Regions from separate parts of the Mus musculus genome. Here regions 1 and 3 are each linked to region 2. Evidence: chromatin contacts called from public Micro-C and promoter capture Hi-C data. All regions are on one chromosome and are shown on one strand. The core of a region is the stretch at or near the end of the contact, and the rest is flanking DNA. Distances in the headings are between cores, read along the strand shown. Region 1 holds the start of Gcnt4 (glucosaminyl (N-acetyl) transferase 4, core 2 (beta-1,6-N-acetylglucosaminyltransferase)). Region 2 holds the start of Sv2c (synaptic vesicle glycoprotein 2c). Region 3 has its middle 10 kb from the start of F2rl1.

The links. Promoter capture Hi-C pulls out the DNA fragments that hold promoters and counts their contacts. Hi-C and Micro-C count contacts between places; a contact is called where the count stands out from the background.
Region 1: a contact with region 2 is called in a Micro-C map of embryonic stem cells, with 2.5 times the contacts expected there. The contact joins the promoter of Gcnt4 here to the promoter of Sv2c in region 2. A contact is called at or near these places in 1 of 39 promoter capture datasets (embryonic stem cells) and 1 of 484 Hi-C or Micro-C datasets (embryonic stem cells).
Region 3: a contact with region 2 is called in a promoter capture Hi-C map of embryonic stem cells, with 3 times the contacts expected there. The contact joins the enhancer-like site here to the promoter of Sv2c in region 2. A contact is called at or near these places in 3 of 39 promoter capture datasets (the 3T3-L1 cell line, embryonic stem cells and neutrophils), 1 of 484 Hi-C or Micro-C datasets (embryonic stem cells) and 2 of 9 other capture datasets (embryonic stem cells and liver).

The regions. Positions count from the first base shown.
Region 1 is chr13:96,923,033-96,926,501 of GRCm38.p6, reverse strand. Gcnt4 (glucosaminyl (N-acetyl) transferase 4, core 2 (beta-1,6-N-acetylglucosaminyltransferase)) reads right to left here and starts at 1,789. Exons shown (of 3, transcript NM_001166065.2): 1 at 1,554-1,789.
Region 2 is chr13:96,131,084-96,134,173 of GRCm38.p6, reverse strand. Sv2c (synaptic vesicle glycoprotein 2c) reads left to right here and starts at 1,597. Exons shown (of 13, transcript NM_029210.1): 1 at 1,597-1,726. Gm29543 (predicted gene 29543) reads right to left here and starts at 1,449. Exons shown (of 2, transcript NR_167969.1): 1 at 1,395-1,449; 2 at 1-814.
Region 3 is chr13:95,534,077-95,537,108 of GRCm38.p6, reverse strand. No RefSeq gene overlaps it. Among named protein-coding and RNA genes, the nearest start is that of F2rl1, 10 kb to the right of the region's middle. Within about 2 kb of position 1,493, at least 115 of the 459 cell types and tissues checked have an H3K27ac peak or open chromatin away from gene starts, as enhancers often do. A contact at or near this core is called in embryonic stem cells, where this site is marked.

The DNA.
Region 1 (3,469 bases), core at 540-3,039, 790 kb before region 2:
CTGCTCCTGCTCTCCTCTGCTCTTACCACACTCTTTACTCCCCAAATCCCTCAGTTTAAACCATCCCTACTAAGCCTTAGTCCACTTTCCATTTTCTAGTAAGGGACTTGCACCCCAATAAAAGGTGAGCTTCAGCAAGGGCCCAGCTCACTGTGATCACACAACACCTTGGTTTGGCCAGCTGACTTTTGGACTCCGGGTTGCTCAATTTTATTGTCTCCAGGTGTTGTTCCTGCTGCACAAATCTAAGGAAAATCTCTGCAGCTTACTCAGCGGAACTCACACTGTGTAGTGCTAATGATAAGCCCCAGGGAACCAGGTCATTCACATCACCTGTGTCTCCTCGGTCAGGGTAGAAAAGGCAGTGTCACATACAGCCTCCCCAGCCCCTTCTGCGAGAGGAGTTTATTCCGGAACTGTTTTCATCTGGCCTTATTGCATATGCATATGCAGGGTTTACCAAATGACTCTAAACCTGGCCTCTCAAAGGCAAGAGTATGCACACCTTCCCAAGAGAGCTAGCTCTCTATCCGGTCTTCCCTGTGCCACACACCTCTGTCCATCTCTCTAATACAGTAACACTCAAGCTCAGCATTTCTCAGAGATCTGGATACTTATAAAGTGCAATACAGACAGTTTGCCTCAGTAGCTCACTTAAAGACCTTGCTTATTCCAGGCACTAGTAACGAAAGCTGCCAAGACAGACTATTAGTTGCTAGATTTAGGCTTAATAAATAACAAGGGCATGTTTTATGGGTACAAGATTTTTAAAAGGCGATTTCACTGACTCTCAGTCATACAAGAGACTCAATATTATTCCAGCTCATTTACTCTTCTTGTTTATTGCTCTTAAGTTTTAAAGGTTAAAAAAAAGCTGTGGGGTATGTGCCCCCACACTGGTATCATCCCCTCCACTTGCCCAGCACAGGAACAACCCTCGGGATTTCCAAGCCCTACCTGGACCTCGACGCTTTCATTCTCACACTGCGCTCACCTTGGAGGCACACCCACGTACAAGGGGTTTCTTAAGTCTCTTCCCTTGGGCTGGGATTCCCCGGCGGTTCCCAGCCTTCAGGGGAGACGCCGCCGCTTCACAGCGGGGGACAGTTTCTGGCGGGCTCTGCGGCAGGAAAACTTGACCTTAAAACGCAGGAAGCTCGTCCCTGCAGAGGCCACGGGCTGGGACACACTCAACCTGAAGCTTGATTCTCCCAGGACCTCTGTCCCCGCCACTCTCTGGAGAAATCCCGCGTGGAGCCGAAGCCCGGGAGGGCTCCCACGCGGGCCCCGGGAACTTCGCGGGGTACCACTCACGGTTGCGAAGCTGCGGCATCTGCTGGACGCTCACTGCGGTCGCCCCGCCGTCCTCTCCACCTCCGGGGGACCCGTGAGCTCCGCCGCCAAGAAGCCTAGATCCAGTTAGTCCCGGGTCGTGCCGCCCCCGCCGCGGCGTGCAAGTTTCCCCCGAAGGAAAGCGAAAGTAGCGGGCGGGAGAGGGGTCGCACGCGGCCACCCAAAGCCCCTCGCTTGCCTACGTGGCCAAGCCGACCTACCGGGGAGCTGAGACCCCCGGGCGCAAGGTCCCCGCTGCTGCGCCACCCCGGTGCTCCGGGCCACACGCACTGCCCCGAAGTCGCTCTCCCTCGGCAGGGAGTGGGGTAACGCCGAGGCCCCAGGTGACGCGGGAGAAGAGAGGGGCTCGCCACCGTGCTCCCGCAGGGGGTCCCCGCACCGCACTGGGGACCGAAGTTTCCTGGCGCGGCTCTCCGGCCGGGCTACCCGCTTCTCTGCAGCTGTCCCTCCCGCAAGACACAACTAGGCGTGGGCAGAAAGGATTGCTAAGTGATTTGTCCAAAGTCCCGGAGAGGGCGGTGACAAAGCAACTCACGTCTGCTATTCCACTCTGGGCTCCGGGGCGGCAGGACTCGCCCTTGGTCGGATGCAGCGGGCTCTCCAGGGCGAGGCCAGCATCGGCCAGCGCTGCCTAGCCAGGCGTTATCAGCGGAGTGGGAAGGTGGAGTGTTGCAGACTAATTAGGGTACAAAGTTGTGTTTTAATCAGTGCCTACATGCGGAATACGCTTCCTCTTTCCCCTCCGGCGGGGGGTGAGAAAGAGGGTGATGCTGCATCCGGCCGGGTTGGAGTTCTCAGAAAGACTGCTGGAAAAAAGGTACACGCCCATTAAACCAACTGGGCAGCATGACTCCCAGGGTCCTTGTTAAGGGGCCTTGTGTGTTTGCTTACATTGTAAAGCAGGCACTGTAGGTGTGTAAGTGATTCACCCCAAAGGGCCTTCCTAGTGGGGTGTCAGAGGGAGACTTCCTGGAATCTGCCCGCAGAACAAGAGTAGCACTAAGCAAGACAGTCGCAATTGGCTTGTTCTTTACTGTTCCATCTTTAAAATGGACTGAGGCTGCGGCATGCTTGGCGGGCTGGTGAGAAGCTGGGTAGGACTCAGAATCCAGATTCAGTCAATTCCGAAGTGTCGGACTATCTCAGCCGAGAGCTCCAGTTTCCCTACATTGGCTTTAAAAAGTGTGCAAGTCCCAGGATCAGAGGATCAGAGGTAGGCGGATCAGAGGTGAGGACACAACATCTGTCCCCAACACCCGGAGTAACTGAGACCAGCGGGACCCAGGCACCCAGGAACTCCGCCAGACCAGTGGCATGGGTTCCTTCTGGTCTGTCTGGGTTGGCGTCCTTGGGCTCAAACTCTGCAGCCAGCCCCACAGCAGCCAGTGGCAGCTCCACTCTTAGGCACTCTAACTCACCCAGGATCAGAGGATCCCAGGATCCCAGGAGTTTGGTCACACTAGGATCTCAAGGTCCCAAAGGCAGCTTGACTACCAGAGCTCGGACACACCCAGGATCTCGGACACACCCAGGAACTCCGCCAGACCAGTGGCATGGGTTCCTTCTGGTCTGTCTGGGTTGGCGTCCTTGGGCTCAAACTCTGCAGCCAGCCCCACAGCAGCCAGTGGCAGCTCCACTCTTAGGCACTCTAACTCACCCAGGATCAGAGGATCCCAGGATCCCAGGAGTTTGGTCACACTAGGATCTCAAGGTCCCAAAGGCAGCTTGACTACCAGAGCTCGGACACACCCAGGATCTCGGACACACCCAGGATCTCAGGATCGCAAGATCCCAGAATCACAAGATCCCAGAGACAGCTTGACTTGGAGGAATTCTGACACAACCAGGATCACAGGAAGGACAGGCTCCAGTCAGTCAGGGCAGGTAGCACTAGAAATAACCAGATAGTGGGAGGCAAGTGTAAGAACAGCAACAGAAACCAAGGTTACTTGACATCATCAGAACCCAATTCTCCCACCATAGCAAGTCCTGGATACCCCAACACATCGGGAAAGCAAGATTCAGATCTAAAATCACTTCTCATGATGATAGAGGACATTAAGAAGGACATAAATAACTCCCTTAAAGAAATACAGGAGAACACAGGTAAACAGCT
Region 2 (3,090 bases), core at 348-2,847:
TCCAATCATTCATCTCACAGCACCACAGTAAGTGGTACAAACCGCAAAGCATTTAAGCAAAACACACAATCCAGATGGATTTTTCAAAGATCGGTCCAGAAACTGTAGGCTCAACAGGGCCTGGGAATCCTGAGTCTCGGAATGCCAGAGCAGCAAGGAGGGGCAGCCAGAGGTTGGAGGCTGGTTCCATTTTCCTCTCTTCATCTCATCTTGAATTGTGGCACACACGGATTATAGCAAGCTGGAGTTATCTGTCCCAGGCGGTCCACGTGGTCCCCACCAGCTTCTTTAGCGAGAGCCTCCAGACCGCCTGGATCTCTGAAGAGCCCGGCTGCTCTTCTCCAGCAACACAAACATTTACATGCATTGTTTACTTATGTATCGGCACAGCCAAGCATTTAGCCACCTATTCAATCTTTCAGGCTATTTACTCTCGCATGAACTCATCCAGGGAGAGATTGTGTGAGAGATCTACCCACTGCAGCTCCCACCAGCGCCTCGCTTTGTCTCGCTCCTCGGGGTTACCATTACAAGGGTAATGATTGCGCGGCGGGCACCTGCCGGGGGTCGGGGAGCTTCCAAAGTACACGAGTTTCACGAGAGCTCGGAGCTGGTAGGGTCTACTTTATGAGGATGTCTGGCTTCCCACTTTGTCCCTTCCGATGAGCGGATGGGTAACAGGATGACGCTCTGCCCTGCCAAGACGGAGTAGATACTTGGGTGTGGTCTCTCCAGGATGAGTTCCAGTTGGTATAGTCCAGCCCCAGCGCTAAGGTGAGGCTAAGGTTGCCGTTTCTCACCCTCTAAGGCATTCCTGAGAACAAGAGCAATATTCTCACCTCTCTCTCTCTCTCTCTCTCTCTCTCTCTCTCTCTCTCTCTCTCTCTCTCTCCTATTAAAAATGCTAGAAATCCCCCCACCCGGAGTTCCGGCTGCTCCCTGGCCCTCCCTGGTTTAGGGACACATACACACATCCCGCACGTGGAGTTCCTTCCGCTACACCCCAAGTTTTGTCTCGTGTGCTAGCATGGAGATTGGGGGGTAGGCGGGGGTGATCAGCTACTCCTGACTTACGGAAAGCCTAGTCAAAATTAACCAGTTCCAGGCTCAGAAACAGAACAAAAGCCCTCCTTCCCGAGGCACTGGCCTCCAGCAATCAACAATTTCCTTGTGCTTTGATGGACCCGACCCAAGGGGCTGCCAAACGAGCAGCGCACAGTCACACTCGGTGACTAATTCAGCACGGGTGCCTTATCGACGCCCCCCACCCCGCCTCCTCCTCCTGCTACAAACTGAGCTCTGACTTCTCCAAAAGTACCTGCCACTTGGAGCCAACCCCCACCGCACCCCTCCCCACCCCCGACCCGAACCGCAGCAACACCTCCGCATCATACCGGGAGCTCGCCCAGCCTTGCACAGCGCCCTCCTCCCCCGCGCGCCGTAACCCCCTCCCTGCGCATCGCTTGTACTCTAGCCACGCCGCCGCCCGCCACTGCAGCACCGAAGGGAGGAGGCGAAGGAGGAGGACCGCAGCGTGGCCGCCGGGAGCCACTTTCCCGCCCCTCCTCTCGCTGCCGACTAGCTCAAAGGAGTCACCACTGCGCGCGCTGCAGGAGAGAGTGGCAGACCGAGGCGGCCCCGGGCTGCAAGCGGAGGGGTGCTCGCAAGGCGACGGCTGCAGTGCAGAGCGGTGGCTCAGGGCAGGGGGTCCCCGGCGCCTGAAACGGTGAGTAAGGAGTCCCCCGCAACCGTGGCAAGGGCTCGTTCCGTGCTAGGTTTTTCTTCTGTGCCGGGAGACCCAGCGTTGTAACCAGAGAACTTTTTGCAGCCTTCCAGAAGCGCAACTAGCGCAACTTTGCCAGCTCTGGCCCGGGAAAAGCGGCTGCAGGTGAGGCAGGCTGCCCGCTGGGTACCTGTGTTGGGATGGCAAGCAGGAAATCTCACTGAGGCAGTCGAGTGGCCCCGGGTTTACTAGGCAGAGGCAGGTTAAAGGTGCGCTATGTTCGGGATTCAAGGGCAGGTGGGTGGGCAGCTGCAGGCATCTCCCGACTTCTTTGGGGGCGCAGGGGTGGGGGAGTTTCAGGGAGGGCTGGAGAGACTATTCAAAACAGGCAGCCGGGAGCGCCCACTATCAGCGAGCCATCCCCGCAGCCTCTGGCTCAACTTTTTCTGCGGGGAACCCTCTGCAGATGTGCAGAAGTGGTTGGAAAGCACGGGGAGCCGCAGTCGGCTCTGCGGGAGGCTAGCAGAAAACCCGTCAATTTTCAAACTCTTACACACACACACACACACACACACACACACACACACACACACACACACAAGCTGAAAGCAGGAAAGCCTGCTGTGGCCCTTTGTAAGAATCAACACTTCTCCAACACTGCACCTCTATTGAGCAAAACCCTATCGAGCGTCCACTATGCGCCTAGGGGCGCAGCGAAGCGCATCTAAGAGTGAGGATTTCTTAGGAGAGGGACTGTCCCCAATGATGATGATGATGATGATGATGATGATGATGATGATGATGATGATGATGGCAGCAACAATTACTACCGAGGTATCTAATTTAAGGACAAGAGGAAATGGGCGACAGGTCACCATCTTCTCTTGGTGGACTTTTCCTCTCCAACTGGGCTCTAGAATCGAGAATACTTTCTCCCGCGAACTGGAACGCCTCTGGCCAGGAAGGAAAGAAAGATTTTAGAATGCCGGGATGAACTTGGCTGGGGAAGCCAGCACCCCACCTCAGATACAAGGAGCATCTCTGTGGGCGTGCGGGAACCTCAGTCCGCCACGCGCGGGGGCGGAGAGGGAGGAGCTGAGTCACCAGCTCTGGAAGTACCGCCTGGACCATGGGAGCGGGGGGGGGGGGGCGCTCGCGTCACCCTCTACGTGTGGGCGTGATGCAAATACAGCCCCGCAAGGGGAGGGCGCGGTGGAGGGAGGGCTAGGAGACCCAGCCTGTCTGGGAGCGCGCGCGTGTGTGCGTCAAAGGCTCCGGAGTGATGGATGCCCTGTGGCGCGCCCTGTGCAGACGGCAGCGACTGGAGGGACTCGGGTGGGAGGATAGACTGCGGCAGGGGTGGCAGG
Region 3 (3,032 bases), core at 244-2,743, 600 kb after region 2:
TCTCTCTGCTAGGGTGCCTTTTCTCTCTCTTCTCTCTTTCTCCCCCCCCCGCCCCCTCTTTGGCCTTGGTCTTTGGGTTCAGTGAACTCTGAACTCAGCAAACAGCTTCCCAATCAACCTGCATTTAATATATCCTAATCTGGTTTGAACTGGCTCATTACACTGGCAGAGAAATAACCTATCAATTCCCACTTGGATGAAATTTTGTGCCAAACTCTATCCTAGGCACTCTACAAGTATTAGTTCTTGCCATCTGAGCAATAATCTCAGAACTAAGTCCATTGAGAGACTAGGAGTTAGGGTCCTTTGTAGGCAGACAGGCAGGGTGTCGGTATCAGGATCTCCAAAACCCGCAGCATCACATAGGTGGGACCCAAAGACCTATTGCCAAGGCAACAGCCACCATATTCCCAGAATCCACTTGGCTCACCTCCCACCTTTACCTGTGTTAGGTCATCACCCATGTATAAAGAAAGCCCCCCCCCAATCTCTCTCTCTCTCTCTCTTCCCCTCTTCTCTTTCCGCTGCCATCTTGCCTCTTTCTCTCCCAATAAACCTCTTACTCGTGGAACTGCTTTGGCCTGGTGTCCTATGTTTAGACTTGAGCCACTATTCTAACATATCACAGGGAGAGGTGCCTCCATGGGGTAGGTAATAAAGGTTTTGAACTTCCAAGATGGCTGTCTTCTTCCTCACCCTCTGAGCTGAGACAAAAGCCTGGTAGCTTAAAACAAAGGCCTTGTAGGCTTTTGTCTCCCACCATCAGGCTAACCAAATTCAAGGCCAGATCCCAACAAGCTACCAACCGTTGTGGGCCCATCAACCATCCAATCTGTCTTCAAGCTAACCAGATCTGAGTTAGGGGAGGAAAGCTCTTCAGAGTGCTTCCCCCTCCCCCCTCCCCAGGCCTTGAGAAGAAACTGGATATATGGGCTTTCGAAGTCCCCACTCTCCTTCTCTGTGTGCCCGCTGGTGGGCTGCGTTTCCTTGCGGGAATAAGCACCCTTCTTTAGCTGCTGATTTTTTCTGAGGTGTTTAAGATCTCTCGGGCGCTTATGTTTTTTTGTTTTGTTTTGTTCTGTTTTCCCCTGCCTTTTAGATCCTTAATTGGCAGAGAAAACAAACCCTATCAAGACCCTTAGGCTCTGTCGCCTAGGTGACAATCTTTATCTGACTGAAGAAGGAGGAATCTGGGAGGTGCAGATAAGCTAATTGTCCCAAGGACAGAGAACTCAAAAGCCTGGAAGTATCAGTTAAGTGCAAACCATTTTCCTCAATAACTCCTGTTGCTAACTAGTATAGCTCCCCTTTCTTTGTTATTCTGCCGGCATCTCAGCAGCCCTAAAATAAAACTGGTTTTGGGAGACCCGTGACTCATCGAGGGAGGAGGGACTTTAGCACCTGCCCAGCCAGCAGCAGCTTTAAAGATTATTTGGAGAGCCCGCGGGGCATTGAGTAAGCACTTCAATCCTGTAGAGTCCTGACCTCATCCCAAGCTCCCCACGTCGGCTTCCCAGGCTCCTCTTGACTTCACTCACTGTTCTGGCTTCCAGTGCTGACCCTTTGGAGGGTGTATGCTAATTTTCTTAGGCTCTGAAGCTGTGTGCGCCCACCCCTCCCCCAGCTGAACTCAAACTGGCAGGAGATCGCTCCCAGGAAAGATGCAAGAAATAAGTTGAGGTGAAGGAGAGAGGGTGAGAGAGTTTGGAAATGATGCCCCGTGGATGGAATTCTGCTCTTGCCTCTCTGGCACACTCTGGCCTTTTCCATAGGCTTCTCTAAGCGCCCTGAGCTACTCAGGACACCTTCACTATAAGAGCAGATGCCGCCAGCTGCTTTCCACTTGGCTCAACCCATTTATAGTTCAGACCTTGGCTTCCACCGCAAAGCAGGAGGTATCCTGGGAGAACAAAGAGGCTTCTTAAATGATCTTCAAAACTACCTGTCCTAGGGTTAAGACACTAACATTCTTCACACCTGGGGGAGGGGGAGAGTCATGTGCACCTCCCTAAGGCTCTGTTCACTTAGGAGACACCGGGCTGGAACTTAAGTAACTGGACGTTAGTGCTGAGAGTCCCAGATACTTTGCAGCTCTCAGAAGAGCTGGGTAAGACAGGTAGATAGGATCCTAGCCAGTGCATGGCTATTTTTCCAGAACTCAAACCTGAACACAGAACATAGCTATTTACTCTTAGGGGGCTCATACGGGGAAAATAACTGTAATTGTCCACCCAGTGGAAATAAAAATCAATAGCTTTTCTAAATGTGAAAAAAAAAAGGAAGAAAGAAAACAAAGCATGCTATCTTCTGTTAACACAAACATGTTGTGTTGCACACAGGAAATGCGTATTAAGATGTGGCATCTATTTTTAAAACCAGTTCTGAATCCTGGCATTTCTATCAAGAAGCCAATGCACTCTTCATTTTGTAAGAGGTAAGGAGTTAAGGTGACACTTTGTTGCCTTTGCTTATTGTAGTCATTTTTTTTAATTCCAAAATTGTTACATTTTCTGAGTTGGACAAGCCCTCCGGCCCTTTGGGCTTTATAAATATGACAGCTTTTGGAATCAGCCAGAGAGGAAAGGTCCAGGATTGCTAGCGGATCTAAACTCTAAAAAACCAGGCTAGCAGCAAAGCACTTTCACTTCCTGCCTTCCGCAGCCTCTCCCTTTTCCCTTGAATGCACAGCAGGGCTCACTACAAACTCTTCCTTCAAATGTTAATGATCAGTGCACAAAAGCAAAACAGGATCAAACTGGTTTGTGGTACTTGGCAGCAGCTGGGAATTGACCCCTCCCCACTTCTTCCGGGAGTTTCCCAGACTCCCCTTCCTCTGTCTTCCTCCGCCGTCTTCCAGGAGTGCCTCCCCTTCCCCCCCACACCCCCCCAGGTCTCCCTGCAGTCACTCTGCAACCTGGTGCCTTGACTTTCACACAAATCCAGACACTCCTGGGGATATTGCCAGGTCTCTGTAGTCACTGCGGGGATTCCAGTTAAAACCCAGTTGATCCCACCTCTTAGTCCCAGTGGGA